3 separate regions of the Mus musculus genome follow, and regions 1 and 2 are each linked to region 3. A link is a contact called in public promoter capture Hi-C data. All regions are on one chromosome and are shown on one strand. The core of a region is the stretch at or near the end of the contact, and the rest is flanking DNA. Distances in the headings are between cores, read along the strand shown.

Evidence for each region. Promoter capture Hi-C pulls out the DNA fragments that hold promoters and counts their contacts. Capture Hi-C pulls out chosen DNA fragments and counts their contacts.
Region 1: a promoter capture Hi-C map of liver shows a contact between it and region 3, with 5 times the contacts expected there. The contact joins the enhancer-like site here to the promoter of Cd276 in region 3. A contact is called at or near these places in 9 of 39 promoter capture datasets (the 3T3-L1 cell line, the HPC-7 cell line, cranial neural crest and 5 more), 1 of 15 datasets of contacts at CTCF or cohesin (embryonic stem cells), 11 of 484 Hi-C or Micro-C datasets (the Ba/F3 cell line, the HPC-7 cell line, cerebellum and 5 more), 9 of 115 datasets of contacts at active chromatin or transcription factors (the NIH/3T3 cell line, craniofacial prominence, embryonic stem cells and 3 more) and 1 of 9 other capture datasets (embryonic stem cells).
Region 2: a contact with region 3 is called in a promoter capture Hi-C map of adipose tissue. The contact joins the promoter of Bbs4 here to the promoter of Cd276 in region 3. A contact is called at or near these places in 4 of 39 promoter capture datasets (3T3-L1-derived adipocytes, HPC-7-derived erythroid cells and liver), 1 of 115 datasets of contacts at active chromatin or transcription factors (neural tube) and 1 of 9 other capture datasets (adipose tissue).

Annotation. Positions count from the first base shown.
Region 1 is chr9:59,270,273-59,274,908 of GRCm38.p6, forward strand. No RefSeq gene overlaps it. Among named protein-coding and RNA genes, the nearest start is that of Gm39345, 13 kb to the left of the region's middle. Within about 2 kb of position 1,624, at least 73 of the 459 cell types and tissues checked have an H3K27ac peak or open chromatin away from gene starts, as enhancers often do. A contact at or near this core is called in liver and pancreatic cancer cells, where this site is marked.
Region 2 is chr9:59,352,186-59,356,749 of GRCm38.p6, forward strand. Bbs4 (Bardet-Biedl syndrome 4 (human)) reads right to left here and starts at 1,323. Exons shown (of 16, transcript NM_175325.3): 1 at 1,225-1,323. The coding sequence starts at 1,248.
Region 3 is chr9:58,553,432-58,557,936 of GRCm38.p6, forward strand. It overlaps Cd276 (CD276 antigen), which reads right to left and starts at 1,602. Exons shown (of 8, transcript NM_133983.4): 1 at 1,591-1,602.

The sequences.
Region 1 (4,636 bases), core at 374-2,873, 720 kb after region 3:
AAACTACAGGTGTGTGCTACCCCACCTACTTCATTGGCAGTCCTTAGTGAGTACACACAGAGACTGAGATAAAGTCTCTCTCTCTCTCTCTCTCTCTCTCTCTCTCTCTTGCTCTCACTCTCGCTCTCCCCCCCCCCACACCCCGTTCTGTAGGCCATCTGCAGAAGCATGAGAACCTGAGTTCAAGTTCCCATGCCAAAGAAAAAAAAAATTTGGTCCTGCAATTGGGCTGAGACAGGAGGATTGCTGAGGTTTGCTGTCTGCCAACCTAGCTCCAGTTTCAGTAAGAGACTCTATCTCCCGGGGCTAAGGTAGACATTGATAGAGCATGCCCAATGTCCTCTGGCCATCCCATGCAAAATGCATACATGTGCACATACACCTCCTTCCCTACACATGTATATTTATCAGGAGCTTGTATTTTATATGATTTTAAGTTTACCAGTTATTGTAAAGGACATTACAACAGATATAGATGAGGTGGTGGGAGGAGCAACCCTAACTGGGAGGACCATCCTCCAGACATATTCCTGCTCACAAGCTTCTTTGGTGTTTTAAGGGAGGCTCCACTGCAAAGACACGAGTAATTGCATCATTGACCACTGAGAACCAACCATCCGCCTTCAGCCCCTCTCCTCAGCCCAGGAAACGATCCCTCTAATCCTATCTCAGTGTTTCCAGTGACCAGGCCCCACCCTGAAGCTACCAGCCATGCATTAGCATTCAAAAACCAACTAATAATAAAAACAAACAAACAAAAAACCCTTCCAGTTTGGAGAATCTGAGGATTTTAGGAGTCTTTGGCCAGAATATTTACAAAATTTAATAAATATTTCACCATATTTCAGAAATCCTTTACCTCAGAAGGCTGTATAAACCAAAAGAGACAAGAAGATGACTAGAACCCTGCCCAGTATTAATAGCCTGTCTAGTCCATCACGTTTGAATACATCTCCCAGGCAAGGTCACTCAGGGTCAAGGTCTTCTCTTTGATCTTGTCAGCTTCCACAGACAGGAGTGGTGACTGTAAACACATAGCTTCCCCCATTCACACACCTGGTAGGATTGAGCTAAACCACAATGTCCTTGCCGGCCTCTTCTTAAATTAATGTGGCATTGAATTTCAATTCGTCCCTGAGACTGACCTACTGAGCTTCCTTCCCTTCAGAGGCACCCAAACGATGCCTGCCTGTGGGAATCAACACTCAGCATTAGGTTTCCAGAAAGAAAGGAGAGATGGTTTGATTTGAGAGTTGAATTGTCCTTGAGGGTATGAGATTTATTAAGGATATTAATATTGCAGACAACATGACAGAGAGAACACACACACAGAGAGACAGAGAGAAAGACAGAGACAGAGAGAGAGAGAGAGGGAGAGAGAGAGAGCGAGAGAGAGAGAGAGAACCTTCAGTTCTACCAGACAATGTGTTTGTTTCTCTCTTTCAGTTTCTGAGGGAGGGGGAAGATCCCACACCATGAAGCAGCAAGCATGGTTAATAAATAGCCCAAAGGTCACAGCAGCTTGCTTATCAGGACTCCCTCGCAGCAGGTGTGAGGGTAAAGAGGCTGCAGGGGTGTGGCCTGTTTTCTTTGCAGCAGCAGTCTGTGGAAGGCCTGAGGTCCACCTCGGTCTAGCCTGTGAATTGTGCTTGGCAGTGGCACGCAGTGCCTCTCCTTGTTCCACTCCCATCTGGAGAGAGCGAGGGCACACGTCACAGACCAGGTGGCCTAGTTTCACAACAGAGCAGTGGAGTGGCCTTCATTCAAGGTTGTTAACCTCAAGTTTGCCATTTGGAGGAGCAGAGCAGCCCATCTCTCAGGACCCCGGGAATTCCAAAATCAAAGCTACAGGCTCCTCCTCAGGAATTATCCCTGTGTCCAGAACTTAAAGCTGCAACACTCAATCCTGTGACTGTCACTGGAGCTCTTAGGTCTGACTGTAGAGAGGCTCCAAAACCAGGTCCAGCCATACTCCCCAAAAATCAAATGGAAGGATAATAGAAACAGCAAAGGAAGAGCCACGCTGGGAAGACAGGGAAACTAAATGTCCTCAGGCCTGTCTTTGATCCCCGGACGCATGTAGGGAAAGAACTGGAGCAAGGAACAAGTGGGGTGTGTGCAAGGCCAAGAAATCTCAGTCAGACTGAGGTATGCTCTGCCCTTATTTTAGATCTGAGTCTCTGAATCCCTGTGGGCTCTGAGAAAGATGTGTGTGTTTGTGAGTGTGTGTGTGTGGTGTATGGATGGTATGTGTGATGTGTGTGTATGGTGTGTATAGTGTGCATGTGTGCGTGGTGTGTGTGTGTGCTGTTTGTGTGGTATGTGTGTGTGGTGTGTGTGGTATGGTGTATATGTGTGATGTATGTGTATGGTTATGGTGTGTGTATATGTGTGTGGGGTGTGTGTGTGCGTGGTATTGTGGTGTGCTGTTTGTGTGTGGTATGTGTGTGTGTGTTGTGTTGTGTATGTGTGAAGTATGTGTATGGCTATGGTGTGTGTATATGTGTAGGGGTGTGTGATGTGTGTGTGTATGTGTGGTGTGGTATGGTGTGTATGTGTGATGTATGTGTATGGTTATGGTGTGTAATAATGTGTGATGTGTGTGTGTGTGTGTGGTGTGTGTTATGTGTGTGTTCAGGTACGTGTTGGTTTTGTACCTCTGGAGGCAAGAAGAAAACCTTAGCCGTTGTTCCTCAGGCACTGTGGTCCTTGATTTTTGAAATACAGGCTCTCATTACCTGAGCTGAGCTGATTGGCCAATGAAGCCCAGGAAACCCCACTGAGAAGTCTGCCTCCAACTTCTCAGCTCTGGGATTACAATGGGATCAAACTCAGATCCATGCTTGCAACCACTCCACTGACTGAGCTATACCCCCAGCCCAAGGTGTTTTAAAGTGTGAAGGGTAGTCCAGTCCCCTGCGTCGGTGCAGCCCCCTCATGGGGTGTTCTGCCTGCAGATCTCTGCTCCTCAAAGCTTGCTGCCTTCAGCCATGAAAAGCAAGGATTACTAGCTTTACATGAAATTCTTTTATGAAAAGATCACTTTTGATTATGTATATGGGAAGATGTATGGGCATGAGAGTGCAGATGCTTACAGAGGCCAGAAGGGGGCATCTGATCTGGAACTGGGGTTACAGGCAGCCATATGGGTTCTGAAAATCAGACTTGAGTCCCCTGCAAGAGCAGTACTAGCTCTTAACCACTAGGCAATCCTGTCTTTTTGTTTTGTTTTGTTTTGTTTTGTTTTGTTTTGTTTTGTTTTGTTTTGTTTTGTTGGTTCCCCCCACCTCTAAGACTAAGTTTCTCTGTGTAGCCATGGCTGTCCTGGCTGTCCTGGAACTCACTCTCTAGACCAGGCCTTGAACTCAGAGATCTGCCTGCCTCTACCTCCAAGTGTTAAGATTAACAGCATGTGAACCCACCATCTGGGATTTAAATGTATAGTTTATTTTTATTTTATGTTAATTGGTATTTTGCTTCTATGTATATCTGTTGGGTCCCCTAAAACTTGAGTTACAGACAAGAGCTGCCATGTGGGTGCTGGGAATTGAACCTAGGTCCCTTGGAAGAACAACAGCACTCTTTTTGTTTGTTTGTTTGGTTGGTTGGTCTTTCGAGACAGGGTTTCTCTGTATAGCCCTGGCTGTCCTAGAACTCACTCTGTAGACCAGGGTGGCCTCGAACTCAGAAATCTGCCTGCCTCTGCCTCCCAAGTGCTGGGATTAAAGGCATGTACCACCACTCCTCGAGCGACCAGCACTCTTAACTACTGAGCCATCCCTCCAGACCCTTATTCTCTCTCTCTCTCTCTCTCTCTCTCTCTCTCTCTCTCTCTCTCTCTCTCTCTCAGCAAAATCAGCCTCTAAGTTCTTGTTACATGACTATTCAATCAGGTATGGAGGAAATTTGAGAGAGAAATAAAAATACTGATACTTGTATAGATTTATTTTTTTTATTTTTGCTTTTCTAGCGATTTATTTCTTTTTCAACTTTTACAGAAGAATGGCTTTATTAGAGTGGGAAATTAAAGATCAGATGTTGCAGAACGCAAAGTTCAAGAAGCCTGTCTGTCGAAATCTCAACATGTCACAAACACAAGGACTCTGCGCGCTCAGCACCAGCATCTCAACAGACAACAGCCAGAACATCAACCCCCGTGGCAACATTGTTCAGGCCCCAGGGTAACAGAGCTCTCCAACCTTTGGCCCTGTGTCTCCCGAAGCAGAAGCCAATGCAGATGTGTCTGGATGTCACACAGGTTCCTGGGTTGCCTCTCTGCCAACACCAGAGGCAGAAGCCACTTCAGATTTCAGGAAGGGTTTGAGTGGCAGAGGCACTTAGGTAAGAAAAAGACAAATTAATTAACTTGTCAAATCCTGTTGCACAGATAGTGAGACTGCGGTGGTTTCTTCCGTAGTGCAACCCCATTTCCCAGTAGGGCCTCCTGACCATCTCATATTGGTCTTTCTGCTCCACTGCAGGAGGGGCTCACACATTAGCGTGGTATTGGCAGCTACTTATGGTGGCCAAGAACTTTCAGCCACAGTATCGCTTCCGTCTGTCTGTAGTGGGTAGCTAAGCTCCGGGCGGACTGCACTACCACCGCCTGCTTTCCTTGGATCCGGAGATGAAATAC
Region 2 (4,564 bases), core at 73-2,572, 800 kb after region 3:
TTGTGAAGAGATTCCTAGACTCCAGGAGTATGCATGTATTATTTAGACATGAAAAAGAATAAGGTGTAATCTGTAGTACTGTGGAAAAATTATGCTAAGTAAAATATGCCTGGCAGAGAAAGCCAAAGCATGTTCTCACTCCTATGTGGAAACTAAAAAAGCTGATCTCAACGGGGTAGCACACACCTTTAATCCCAGGCAGCCTAGTCTACTCTCTAGTTCTAGGTCAGTTGGGGATACACAAATAAACCCTATCTTTACAAAAAGGAACAAACAAAGTTGATTTCATGGAAATAGAGAGTAGAACAAGAGGTCACCAAAAGTTAGGAAAGGGAAAAGATGGAGAGAAACATTCAATAATATTCAATAACAGGAGCCAAATACCAACAGACAGAAGCAAATGCTTATGTGGGGGCTACTGTTTGCAACAGTTTATATGCTGAGATGGAAATGGTAATGACCCTGACTTGACCATCACACACAGTACACTTTGTACCGACGTATCATCACACTGTACCTCATAAACATACAACTATAAGTCAATCCAAAAAAAAGGAGCTAGGAGTGATGACGCACTCCTGTAAATCCCAGAAGTCAGGGGATTAAAGGTGGCTAATCCGTAGCCAACATGAACTACAGGTGCAAATACCATGTACATACAAGACTGTCACAAACAAGCAAGGTCATGAGTGATGCAAAAAGCCAGTTACTTCTGGGTCAGCCTGAATTCACAGAGGCTGTTGTAGAATTAACTAACGATTTAAACCAGCTGAGTTCTGAAACAGGGCTTTTCCGAAATCTAATCGCAGCTGGGAAAACAAGCCAGTCGCAGTGAGAGGGCAGGGGCGCTGAATGGTTCCAGGCTTCATCCAATTAAATTACCAATCTATGGGATATCAAAAACTGCCTAATGAAGGTGCAGTAACCCCCACCTCACGCCCACCCTCAAATCCTAAGAGTAGGAAAAACACCATTTCCAAAAAACCTCTCTTCTCTGCCCAATCCCAAAACAGACGAAGCGCTGCACACAGGTCAGCATTCGCCAAACGCCCAGCCAGGCGGGGAGCTGGACCGCGCCGCCTCCCGGAGGGACTACTTGGCGTACGCCCCGGCCCCGCCACCCCAGCCCCGCTGGCCGCCCCGGCCTGGCCCCGCCTGGCCCGGCCCCGCCACGACGCTCCGCCCTGAGGCCGCCGCTAAGCCTCCGAGAATCTCCCCGCTTACCATCCCAAGCTTCACTTCAGCCATCTTGGCTCCGCCCACCGCTTCGCGACCGGAAGCCGACCGTTTCCCGGGCGACCAGCTGAGCAGGAAGTCAAAGCCAGGGAAGGAAGGAGGAACCTGAGCCCCTAAGGAGTTGTGAGTGGAAGGTCAGGCTGTGAGGTCAGTGAGTTCCAGGGTCTCAGCCACAGATGGATGGCTTAGCTCGGAAGGAATAGGTGAGGGGACTCGCAGCCAGAGCTTAGATAGCTCTGCACCGGGCTGGACGAATTTAGAGTGGAGCGTGTCAGTTAGATAGTAGACAACGAAGTTTATAACTTATGTTTCCAAGAGATTTGGTCTAAGCCTTACATTGGCAACAAAGTTTTTCAATGACATTTTGTGAGGAAAATATGCTTTCATCGCCAGTGGAAACAAATTGGTCAAGCTTCCAATAAGAGCAGCTTAGCCACAACTACCAAAATTAAAAATGCTTATAACCTTAACCCAACTGTTTCAATTATAGGAATTTATTCTATACATATAGACATAAGACATGGCTTTACATACAGAGGTATCCGATGTATCATTGTTTGGAATAACCAACACCCAAAAAAACAACCTAAATACCCAACAGTAGAAATCAAATAAATGATAAGTTCATATTGTGTGGCATCTGAAAAGAGACAACTATTTACATGGTAAGAGAATTGCCAAGGTATTCTATTATCAGATAAGGACAATGTGCAAGAAATGCATACAGTGTCTATGTTAATAAGAAGAAAGCAAAACTAAGAATATTATGTACATAATTCTTTATTAGAAAATATTTCAACTTGGGCGTGATGGTGCATGCCTTTAATCCCAGCACTCGGGAGGCAGAGGCAGGTGGATTTCTGAGTTCGAGGCCAGCCTGGTCTACAAAGTGAGTTCCAGGACAGTCAAGGCTATACAGAGAAACCCTGTCTCAAAAAAGAAAAAAAAGAAAGAAAATATTTCTAGGATATTTAAATACTAAAAGTGGTTCTCTCTAGGGAAGAGAACTGTATAGCAGGCAAGCAAAGAGCAGAGGTAGGCTGTTTAGAACTGTAATTTTACTCTACATGGACATACTTGTTTGTTTGTTTGTTTGTTTGTTTGTTTTCGAGACTGGGTTTCTCTGTGTAGCCCTGGCTGTCCTGGAACTCACACTGTAGACCAGGCTGGCCTCGAACTCAGAAATCCGCCTGCCAATGCCTGCTCTTTGGAAGGCAGAGGCAAATGGATCTTTGTGAGTCTGAGACCAGCCTGATCTACACAAAGTTCCAGGAAGGACAGTCAGGACTATGTAACAAGACCTTTTCTCAAAACGTTTAAAATAAAATAAAATGGATGCCAAAAAATGATAATCTAAGAGAGACTACTTTCCTTAGAAAAAAGAGATGGCACAAGAAATGGAAAACCAGGTAGGTGGAGGCACACACCAGCATTTGAGAGGCTGCAGACAGATCAGACTTTCATAAACAGTATTAGTAACATAGTGAGTTCCAGGTTAGCCTGCCTGGCTTCATAAAATCCTGTCGACAGACAGACAGACAGACATAGATAGATGAAATCCTGTTTCTGGATAGATGGGTGGATGGATGGGTGGACAGACAGAAGTAGAAGAGTAGAAAGAAGAGTCCAAGCACACTGGCTCATACGTGCAATCCAAGCACTCAGGAGGCTGAAAGCAATAGGGCTTCCAGGAATGTGGGCTACCGTGGGCTACATATGGGTTACAGATTAGGCTTGGCCACATGCTAAGACCTTATCTCCAAAACAAACAAGCTGATCACAGTGACACTAGTCTGTAATCCAAGCATTCAGGAGGCAGAGGCAGGAGGATAACCCTCAAAATAGGCCAGCCCGGTCTTGAAGATTTAAAAGAAAAAAAGCAGGTAGAGGTTACCTATGAAAAAGGTAAGGAATTTATGGTATGCTACCATTTGTGGAGTGATGGGTCAGGTAAGAACACCTGTGGCTCTTGTAGAGGACTGGGGTTCAGTTCCCAGCATCCATGTCAGGCACGCAGCTCTCTAGTGCTTGTAACATGGTACCCTTCTGGCTTCTGTGGTGAACATATAAACAGTCCTTCATCTACATGAAGACAATAAATCCTTTAAAAACAAAGAGACAGTGGAAAGATGGCTTAGTGGTTAAGCACCCATGCTCTTGCAGAGGAGCCTGGGCTGTCTCCCAGCGCCACACTAAGGCTGACACTGCCCACAATGGCAGTTTTAGGGATCGTCTTCTGACTACCACAAGCACCAGGCACATGTGTGCAAGAACATAAATGCAAGCAAAACACTCAGAACACAAAATACATAAATATAAAACAATTGTAAAAGAAGTGGGACATATTGGCGTAAGTGGTTACTACATAAGTATAATGGCATGCAAGACACAAAACCAACGAACAAGAAATGAAAAGCCCATCAGGTAATTTTAATAGACACAAGAAAGCCAGACAGCTTCAAAGCAGCTAAATGAAAAGAATGCACCTTCAGATCAACAGAACTACATGTGTGTAGTTTACTTAGAGTAAACTGATATCATCATCCACTGTTCAGCAACTTATTGTCTTTTAAAGGATGAGTGGGTGAATGTAATTATGTTGTGTACCTTCTGTCAAATCTATTTGTCTAGTATGCTGTGTGGACTATTGAGTTTAAATTCCCATTTGGTCAATTACAAATGAAAATTCTGCATATTTCAGGTAGTGGGCATTGACATAGGTTTGAGAGGTTCTTGAGAAAGTGTCAATCTTCCTGGACTTCAGAATGGCCTGAAGACATGATAGAAGTCCTGTGTTACCTTATGCTTCATTTTAGTACTCACCCATCAAACATGGTTGGTGCACATGTCCTAGACATTACTCTCATTACTGAGAGAGGCCAAAAGTTTTGTCCCCCATTCCTCTTTTCTCCAACTTTCCCATCAGAAGGGATGGTCCAGCAGTAGTTTGATCATGCTTATCAATGAGCTACTATATCCACTCAGTTCAGCTGTGTAGACTAAATCCATAGATCTTTGTCCTTATGAAGCAAAGATCTCTGGGAAATTACAGATTGTACCTTGAGCTGTTATGGTGTGTGTGTGTGTGTGTGTGTGTGTGTGTGTGTGTGTGTGTGTGTGTTTTCCAGATAACATCCAGATGACAGTCCCAAGTGAAGGGACTGTCCAGAGAGAAGAGTTGTCCATGCCAGCGAAGGTAAGTTGGCCTTCACATTTTCCAAGGTATTTCCCAGGGACTTTACAATCCCTCTATTTTTAGTAAATGTCATATTGTAATAATAAAAACAATCATGTATACACATGTATTAAGTTATTTACTTAGGAAGTG
Region 3 (4,505 bases), core at 352-2,851:
AGACTAAGAACACCAGCTACCAAAGAAAACACACACCTCCAAAATATTCCCATTCCCAAGCAAGGTGGAAGGGTAGACCACCACTCCATAGCCCTTAGCTCCCCAGCCCTCCACACCTGGCCTGCCCATCAGTCAACCAAGCCCATAAGACAGGTTTAGGTTTCAATTTCAAGTACAGATTTCAGATTCACCTATTTACAGGTCCCCAAACTACTCAGAATGTCGTTGTTGCTAAACAGTAGGAGTCCTAGGGACTTCTGGGAGGACAAAGGGAATGAGAAAGGAGGCTCAGTTAAATAAATAGCTCTCAAACTGTTCAGACACTTTCATTGGCATCTCAAACTGAAAGTAACTACTACACACTCAAAAAAAAAAAAAAAAGTCTTTGAGCTGGCCTGGTGGTGCATGCCTTTGTCCCAGCATCTGGGAGACATAGGCAGGTAGATTTATGTGAGTTCAAGGTCAGCCAAATCTATAGTGAGGTACTATCTTAAAAAAACAAAAATAAAAACAAAAACAAAAAACCCAAACTTTTTTTTTTAAGGATTTGGGTTTTAATTTAATCACTATTCATTTACAGATGGCCCACAATCAATTTGAAGGGAAATAATTTTTCACAATTAAGTAGGTGTCTCCCCGACACATACACAAAACCCCGGTCACGCACATACAAACTTCGGGTCTAATGTTTGCTTAATATTTCCCTTCAGTGATAAGCTCTCAGGTCTGAGTCACCCACCATACATTTCTCATTAGGACAGGTTTGGCTTGGAAATAAAACTCCCTTTCTGCCAGGCCACTGCCTCAAGCTCCGAAATCTGCGACTGGTTGACTGGGGCCTAGTAAGAAAGGGCCCTGGAGAGCCGGATTCAATTTTCTCGTCTCTATGTGCCACCCTGGTCCTCCAGCCTCTCCCTACCTTCCTTCAGACCTCCTCTCCATCCATCTCCATTTACCTAAGACAGCCCAAACTGTCCCATCCCATTTCCTCTTCAGTCTTTTATTTTTCGAAGGAGCCTTTAAAGCTATTCCCAGAACCTGTTCCCTCGTGCTCTTCTGCAGACCTGGTCCCTCTTCACCATTCAGATCCAAGAACAGGGGACCACCTAACCTCGTGCTCCCCTCCCCCGCAGTTTCCCCTTTCAGAGCTGGCATTCATGGTGTTTTCTTCCTCAAAGTCCGGAGAATGCCTCCCTTCCAGTCTTGGCTAGCAGCTTCCTTAAGCTTCAAGAACCATCAACCCAGTGACCTACCTGCCTGCATCCCTACTCCACACCCAGGGCCTGAATAATCAGTCACCCACCCCGTTTCGGGCCCCACAAGCCCCAGACTTGGGAGTCATCAGATCCCACAAATCCCAGCGGGTCTCAGCCCCCCGAGGAGGGAGCGGCCAAGCAGGGGTGCTCTCAGCTACTCCGGACCCTAGAGCCCCAGCGGTCATCGTGGATCAGGGTGCCGGTGCCCTGCGGGTAAGGGCCGCGGAGTTCCCAGCTCCTTGCACCCGGCGCCTTAGCGCGTGCAGTCCAGGCGCCGCCGCACACAAAGGTGGACCCAGCAGCCCACGCCGCCCCGCGCCACGCAAGCACTCACCGCGCCGCGCCGACTCCCGGGACTCGGGGACGCGGCGGGGCGCAGCCCAATCGCCGCCACTGTTGGTGCCGCCGCCGCCGCGAGGCCCGGCCAGACTGGGGCCGGGGGCGAGAGTGAGGGGCGGGACGGCCAGAGGAAGCTGGGGGCCCGGAAAAGCCGCCCGGGTGCGCCCCAGAGGCTGGATTGGCCCTGCGGCGAGATCCGAGGGTGAAGCCTGAGCCCGCCTGCTGGGCAGGGCCCGGGGTCTGGACCCGCCCCGACCCAGACCCTTGTTGGACCCCGACGGGGGAAGACCCAGTACTCTGAGGAGGAGGAGGAGGTGTTGGGCTACTCGCTGCCCATCCCCCACACGGATCCTAGCACTTCCAAGAGCCGAAGTTTCTTTTTCGGTGAGAGGGGACAGGTGACCGGCCACTGACCACTCCCACCCTCGGAACTGCTGGCTCCAAGCCCCGCTGCAATCCAGCTGTCCCCATTCAGTCCAGAATTTCTCCCCTCGACACCAGGCCAGCACCGCGGCTCGGAAAGGGTTAACTCGACAGCGAAGAATTCCGAGTTGCTGGGAGCTCTCTATAAATACAGTGTCGTGGGCGCCTGAGCCAACCACAGGGCAATTTCCACTGAGATGGTTTTCCTCGTTTTCTTACACCCACAGCAACCGGACTAACGCTGCTCTCAACCCTTTTATCCCAGCCGCATGCCAGCTGCTGGCTAGCCCAGGTTCTGTAGAGAAGAGTAAGCCTGGGTGCCCTCAACCCTGAACCCTTTCTTTGCCATCTATCTATCCCCATCCCCTTTCACTATGTCCTTAAAAAAAAAAAAAAAAAAAAATCTAGCTGCAGGCAGCGACAAGAGGAGGGCAAAGGATGATTAAGTCTGTCTGGAATTTGCCAACATCCCTTCACCTGTGTTTGTATCTGTCCATTACACAGACAGGAAACAGCAACAGCGTAGAGGGCCTTCTGTGGGCTCAAATGAAGGCAGCATGCTTTCCTCTCTGGCCTCCATAGATCTCCCAAGGGTCCCACCAGGTAGAAATTATTTCTGTTTTGCAGATGAAAAAAAAAAATTGAGACTCAAGGAAAGAAGGGACTCCAACCTTGCACTGCTTGCAGACTTAGCAACCAAGTGACAGCAGCTGTCAGAGAGAGCTTAGGAAATAATCGTGAATCCACACGGGTCTCGGCTTCTGCCAGCTACTATTTTAAGCTCTTCACAATTTATCTCTTTTAATCCCCCAAATTCAGTGAAGTGAGTGCTGTTACTCGCATTTTTGCAGATAAGGAGATTCAGACACAGGCTTTATAGTAGCTCACCCGAGGGCACCCAGCTCTTAGGGAGAGGCAGAACTATTCTATGTCCTTGAATTTGTGTGCTGAGATCAAATATAGCTATGTCTATGCTTCTAAATATAAATTTGGCATTAAAAAAAAAAAAAAAACCTGTATACATGGTCCTGCCCTTGAGCCAAGACTCTCATGTAGAGGTCAGAGGATAACCTTGGGTATTAATCCTTGACTTCCATCTTGCCTGAAACAGGATGTCTTTTTTTTTTTTTTTTTTTTTTTTTCTGCTGTGTCTACCAGGCTAGGTGTCCATGAGCTTCCCAACTCAACCGTGATGGGTGGTGAAGGGACACTTTACAATGCAGAGGCTTTTCTTATCCTTGCTCAAGAGCACAGTCCGAGAGGGAAGAAAATAATGAGCATTGGTTCTCAGTTCAAGGAGCTCTGACGCCCCCCAGGAAAGGGAAACAACTTGAACAAAGAGTGCATTATAGTGTGTCTCAAGGACCATTCAGCTGCGATTCAGTCAGTTGGCCACAGATATAGAAAGCTAGGATGACCGTTCTAGCACTCAAGAGTCTCTTAGTTTAGAAGAGGTTGGCTTGGTATTTCTAGCAAGTTCACCGTAGGGACGTTTCCAACAGAGTCCTGTCTGAAGCAGAGGCATTGGCATGAAAGGTGTTCTCCACACTTTCTGTCTGGACAAGGGTCCTCCTATTCTCCTTCTCTGTTTTCTGGACCAGCACTGTGGTGGTTTGAATGAGACTTGCCCCCATAGCTCATATGTTTGGATGCTTGGTCCACAATTATTGAAATTGTTTGAGAAGGATTAGAAAGTATGGGTGTTGTGTCCGGCCAGCAGACCACAACCTGGGTTCTAGCCTGGAAAGGCATTTTGGAAACCTAGAAGAGAAGAGGGGCTAGGTGGCGAGAGAAAGAAATGTAGCCAAGACAGTTATTCTGATCAAAGCTCAAATTTTATTGTTGCGACACTAGTTATGAAGGAAGGGGGAGGGGACCCGATTCCCGCCGAATAATCTCTGGTCCAGTAGAAAGGTGAGCACGTGTGTGGCTCCGCAGGTTCCAGCAGTGGGCGTGGCAGAACGAATGAGCAGGAAGCTCCACCCCTGAGCAAGCTGGTTTCAGGCTGGGGGAGGGGAGACTACAGGGTGGTTGGTTTTTTGAGACAAGGTCTCTTATAGCCCAAGCTGACTTCAAACTTGCTATGTAACCAAAGATGATTGCTAGCTTCTGACCCTCTTACCTTTACCTCCTGCATGCTAGGATTACAGGCATGTGCCACCATCCCCAGTTTTATGCAGAGCTAGATAGCAAACCAAGGCTTTGTACATGCTGAGCAAGCACTCTAGTACTGAGCTATGCCCCAACCCCAAAGCAGCTCATCTTTAGAAAGCAGCTCAGAGACACTGAATGCCTCAGTTGAGAACAAAACTCAAAGTCTATTTGTTTCATCTGCTTCAATAAGGAAAAAAAAGATCAAACCTTGGCTGTATCAGAGCCCAAAACCCTGTTTGAACATTTTTCTAGAGAATCACTGTGACACTTAGCCAACACTGTGGTACTGCCCTCCAAGCTCAGCCTGGAGTTGTTTGCATTTGTAGGCTCCGT